Linked DNA regions of Mus musculus: region 2 is linked to region 1. A link is a contact called in public Hi-C data. All regions are on one chromosome and are shown on one strand. Each heading gives the region's core, a stretch centred on a gene start, on an enhancer-like site or on the middle of the called end of the contact. The rest is flanking DNA. Distances are from core to core; before and after follow the strand shown. Region 1 has its middle 7.7 kb from the start of Gm22491. Region 2 overlaps Med12l (mediator complex subunit 12-like).

Region 1 (2,525 bases), core at 15-2,514:
TGGTGTGTGTGTGTGTGTGTGTGTGTGTGTGTGTGCCCTGTCTCTAAAACATTCTGCTCTGCCTTCTTTTTCCACTGCCCAACCACAGGCTCTAGACTTATCTGACTAATCTTAGACTTATCTAAGATTGCACCTGACCTCCCCTGAGCACAGGCACCCCTTTTGAGGGGGTCAGAAAAACAGACAGCAATCTACCACACCAGAGTACCGTAGTGAACCTGTGTTCATCAGTTCAGCTGGAATCACCCTGCGTAATCAGCTCTGAGATGCTGGGCAGCTGCATGCCACATGCCCAGCTTGTCTATATGTTTATGTGGATGTTGAGGACCAAGCTTCAGATCTCACACACGTGCAGCATCATTTTTCAACTTGATAGAACCGTACATGGAACTTGAATCTTTATCCTGAAGTGTCAACATGTGGAACAATACGCTCTCACGCCACTTACACCATCAGCGAGCTGAAACTCCTAGTTAGCCACGCAAGCTATTTAACACTTCACGGCCAAACAGGTTTTGTGTTGGATGCTTCTTCCAACTGCTCTACGCTGGAGTAAAAGATAGGCTTGGTGTGTCATTTCCCTCCTAGCCCTTTCCGCTCTTATCCTGTAAGTATCTGCTGGTGGTTTCAGGTTTATTAGCTCTAGGTTTCATTTAGAAGCAAACCTTGTCTTATTAACATGGCATACCGTATACACGTATTTCTCAGTTTTGTTTGTTTTCCTTTTGTTGCTCCACATCAGCCTGGAAGTAATTCCGTGTCGGTTCACAGAGATCTCCCTGCTTGTGAGCTCTCTGCTGTGTGGATACTGTAGTTTACTAATCAGTCTCCATGGTAGAGGACTTAGAGTGCTCGTGAGTATTTTTACAACGACAAATAATGCTGTAATAAATAACCTTGAGCGTGGGTATTTTTGTTCCACTAGAGGAAGCACCGTGTAGAGACAGAAACCACACAGCAATTAAAATAGAGGAAGTTTAATGCTAAAAATTATAAAACCCTGATAGAGTAACATAAAGAAGAAAAGAACTATAATGATTGGCTAACATTTTCTACAATAGGACAGACTGCAAATAGATTGACCATACTCTCTCTGTCACACGGAAAGCTCTATAGACGGTACATAAACAAATGGGCCTGGCTGTGTTCCCAAACAATTTTATTTCCAAAACAGGTGGTGAGTTAGACTTAGGCAGCTGACCATAATTCTTCAAAGCAGGATATAAAGGATGTTACAGTGCAGAAAACGGATACCAAGGCCGCAGAGCCAGCTAGGGAACTTCCACTGTCTGTCAGGAGAGAAGCCTCTTAGAAACAAGGGTGGACTACTGGATGGAGGAGAAATTGAGGGAGGGACCTCCACTAATCTTGTCCACAGTTGGGGGGTGAGGGGCAAGCAGGAAACGCCTTTTGGGCATACAAAGCCTCACAAATAGCCACAGACTGGCGTGAAGCACTGCGTGGCACTCTTGCTGGCCACTAGACCCAGTTTGAGACTGGCCACTCTGACACTACCTGCCCGATTCCATCACGTTCTTCTGCACAGGCAACACAGGCTTTGAAAGAACAGCTAAGTAAAAGAAAGCCAAACCCAGCCTGCCAGAAATTGTCTCTTTTCCTTCTGCAATGTCTCTCTCGCGCCCTCTACTGACAAAGCTTAATATCCATTACCTCAGAGAAGCTCTGGAGGGCAGATCAAAAGTGGAAAGGCTCCTGGAGTAATTTGCGAGTCCACTGAACAAACCTATTCTGTAAGAGTTATCATGCTGAATCCTTGAACACAGCGTGTTTCCAAACTCCTTTCTTTTCTTTTTTCTTTTTTTGTCAATATGAAAATTGTGCTTTTGCCTCTGTGTAATTTTAAATTAAATGTATTGGTAAAATTAAATATCTTTTTATATACTGAACGTTTTTTGTGTGAATGTTTGCATCTCTTATCCACAGCGATTCAGATGGCTATGTATAGCGCTATGTAGAATAGTGACTGTACACTTTAAAATCAAAAGCCCCCTGGAATTTAAAAATAATTTTTAGATTTATTTATTTTTATTTTATGTGTATAAGTGTCTTTTTGTTATTTTGTTTTTGCCTTTTGGGGTTTTTTTTCCCCTGTGTGTATGTATGTATATTGTGAGCATGCATGCTGCTTGCTCAAGTCAGAAGATAGAGTCACATCTCCTGGACCCGGAGTAATAAATAATTGTAAGTGCTGGGAACCGAACCTGGGTCCTCTGCAAGAGTTACAAACTCTGAGCTGCCTCTCCAGCCTCCCATTGCTGTTTTAATAGAGCCCAAGGCCTACCATGTCTAGCTGTAAAGAAAACTTATTTTAGAAACATACTTATAAAAAATAAATTACTGGGTGGTTTCCAGGATCCCACACTATTAGCTGAAAAGCATCTGAGTTCTTCTTACTTAAGTTTCCAAAATACATTTGAAATTACAATTTAGTTTATCAGAAATGTATTGGCTTACAAACCCAAAGACCATCTGAACTGTATATAATTCTCAATGCCTCAAGTTTG
Region 2 (2,525 bases), core at 12-2,511, 97 kb before region 1:
CCCTTTTATAAATGTAAGCAAATTATCCACAGGTACCTCAAAGCCTGCTGATTTCACAGCTGAGGGGCTTCCTGTCAGCCATGCCCCTGCCTCCACTTGCAAATACCTTCCTCTCTTGTCTGACTGTACACCAACTGTAATACACCTTTCATGAATCCGTGAACCCCTCTCCTTCAAGACAAATCCTAGTGGTATATCCTCCTCCCTGTCACCATACCAGCAGCCTTTCAGTGAGCTCAGAAGCCCAAAGTAAGAAAACACACCCACATCCTTGGAATGATGTGGCAGGCATGAGGCCAGGGACTAAGGATGTGATGGAAGGCATAAGGCACAGCCCCTGACATCACAGAGCAGGCGTCTGAGAAAGGTAACTGTGCCCAAGCACAGCCAAGAAAGAAACAAAGCCCTCCTATTTCTGGTGACAGTAATCAAGCACAATGCCTAAACCGGGTGGACTCAGGTAAGTACAGGACATGCTGAACTTGAGACTTCTGTTACCTAAGAACTCTAAACTTTGAGCACAAACTGGTATGAAACCATCATAAACAAGCACTATGTAGGTTTTGCGGTTGGAGTTTCATGGTGATACTAGGAGCAGAGACTGAGAAAACGACCCATGCTGTGCTGTCCTGAAGCACTCTGCTCTGGCTGGGGCATCTGGCCTGGCTGTTTCATTACTTGGAAAGAAGTCTGTTCACAGGGGCCCCAGAAAGAGAATTGAAAAGCAGCTTTTCCTGCCTGCCACCCTTGGGTCTTCCCTCTTCTCCACGTTCCTGAAGCGCCCAAACGTGCAGTGCAGCCTCTGCTCTCACACCAGGCAGGATCAAAAGCAGAGAGGCCAAGAGGAAGGAAGTGGTCCAAGAGCTCTGCAAAGCTGTGGGGCCCTCCCCACCTGGCGGCCTGGAGATGAGGTCACCAGTAACTGCCTAGTCAGTACCGGGAAGCTGAGGGCTCCGTGGTTCACTCCCCTCAGGTGACTGCTGGGCCCAGAGGCCACTGTCAGACAGCCTCTGAGCTCTGAATTGAATGCGAGAATTTCTTCCTTTTATAAGACACAGAGTGGAAAAAATACTAAAACACAAGGTGCATTCCCTACCTTCTTTACAGCAGCACTCAAGTTGACACCGCCCCAGCAGGGAAAGAGTAAAAGCAGCTCACATTCCATGAGCTATTAGTGAAAGCGTGCCCCCAGCACGGGCAGGGTCAGCTCCTCTCACCACAGGCAGAGCCTGGTGTCAAATGTTCTCACCTGTACTCTACAATTTCTAACGGACTTTAGCTGACTATTGAAGCTGAGGCTGTACGCAAATCAGGACTCTCCACCTCCTACAAGGATGTGAAGGATCAGATTTCCCTCTTAGCCATTACAAAGCAGTCTGCAAGGACTACAGAGACAGGAGGGGCTGAGGTCCCCCCAGCTGGTATGAGAAAGAACACCCCTTGTAAAAGCAAACATCAAACCACCATGACTAGAGAGAGGTTGCTAACTTTATCTCCCACCACGCATGCAACATCAATCCTGGACAAATTATAGGACCCAAGAAAAAAAGGAGGTACATTTTAAAGATGGGAGATACATATCTGAGTCTTAACCAACCACTCAATATATCTCCATCTTACTAGAGAACAGGTACATAATGTTGGTTCTTCCAATAAAATATAAGCTATTTTATTACTGGCCACAGTAGCAATTTTTGGAACATACTTATTATGTTTTATAATCTCAATGGATATTCATGCTCAAGTGTTGTATAACTATGCGAAAACTCTGAGCACACAACTGTGAGTAACTTGCTCTAAGCCACACAGCTACCATCCAATATTTACATGTGAATTCCAGGAATAACAAGTAACTCAGTGCTCAGGAAAACAGTGGCTCCTGAGCCAGGCACGGTGGCACACGCCAGCAATCTCAGCACTAAGCAGGCAAGGCAGGAAGATTTGGAGTTCAGAAGTCTCCCTGAGCCACAGAGGACCTTATCTCCAAATAAGAAGGGAAAAAGAAAGGGAACAGAAAAAGAGGGGAGGAGAGGGGAAGGGGAGGGGAGGAGAGGGGAGGGGAGGGAAGGGGAGGGGAGGGGAGGTTGATTCTTTGGTTCAGTGGACAAGTAAAACCGTCTGTTATCATTATTTAAAATTGTAAATGGACAAGTAAAACTGTCACTTGCAAACTTATACATAAATACATGCCTTAATATAAATGCATATTAAAAACTAAAGCCACGTTTTAAAGATGTTAATGCTATAAACTTAACATTTTAAGTATTTAAACATTAATGTTTAAATATTTAATGTTACAGAAGGGGCCGTCCATACAGATATCCTCCCAGATTAAAAGTTAGGAAGCGTGAACTAAAAGTTAACAATACTGTCTTTGTTTTACTCAAAGGCACCACATTAACCACAAAGCCACTCACATCTCTTCCCAGAATGCAATCAATATTCAAATCACCATTAAACCTCTCTTGCATCCCCATCCAAACTGCTACATCATCCAGGACTTGGTCTAAAGCCCATACTGCCCT

The links. A called contact is a pair of places that touch in the nucleus more often than the background predicts.
Region 2: a contact with region 1 is called in a Hi-C map of the HPC-7 cell line, with 3 times the contacts expected there. The contact joins two enhancer-like sites. A contact is called at or near these places in 9 of 39 promoter capture datasets (the C10 cell line, the HPC-7 cell line, HPC-7-derived erythroid cells and 6 more), 3 of 15 datasets of contacts at CTCF or cohesin (the NIH/3T3 cell line, large pre-B cells and pro-B cells), 66 of 484 Hi-C or Micro-C datasets (the AML12 cell line, B cells, the C2C12 cell line and 46 more), 4 of 115 datasets of contacts at active chromatin or transcription factors (bone marrow-derived macrophages, double positive thymocytes and embryonic stem cells) and 3 of 9 other capture datasets (embryonic stem cells, embryonic tail and pancreatic islet).

Annotation. Positions count from the first base shown.
Region 1 is chr3:58,982,095-58,984,619 of GRCm38.p6, reverse strand. No RefSeq gene overlaps it. Among named protein-coding and RNA genes, the nearest start is that of Gm22491, 7.7 kb to the right of the region's middle. Within about 2 kb of position 1,264, at least 23 of the 459 cell types and tissues checked have an H3K27ac peak or open chromatin away from gene starts, as enhancers often do. A contact at or near this core is called in B cells, the HPC-7 cell line, LSK cells and 2 more, where this site is marked.
Region 2 is chr3:59,079,472-59,081,996 of GRCm38.p6, reverse strand. The region is part of intron 10 of Med12l (mediator complex subunit 12-like); the gene reads right to left. Among named protein-coding and RNA genes, the nearest start is that of Gpr171, 21 kb to the left of the region's middle. Within about 2 kb of position 1,261, at least 83 of the 459 cell types and tissues checked have an H3K27ac peak or open chromatin away from gene starts, as enhancers often do. A contact at or near this core is called in B cells, the HPC-7 cell line, LSK cells and 2 more, where this site is marked.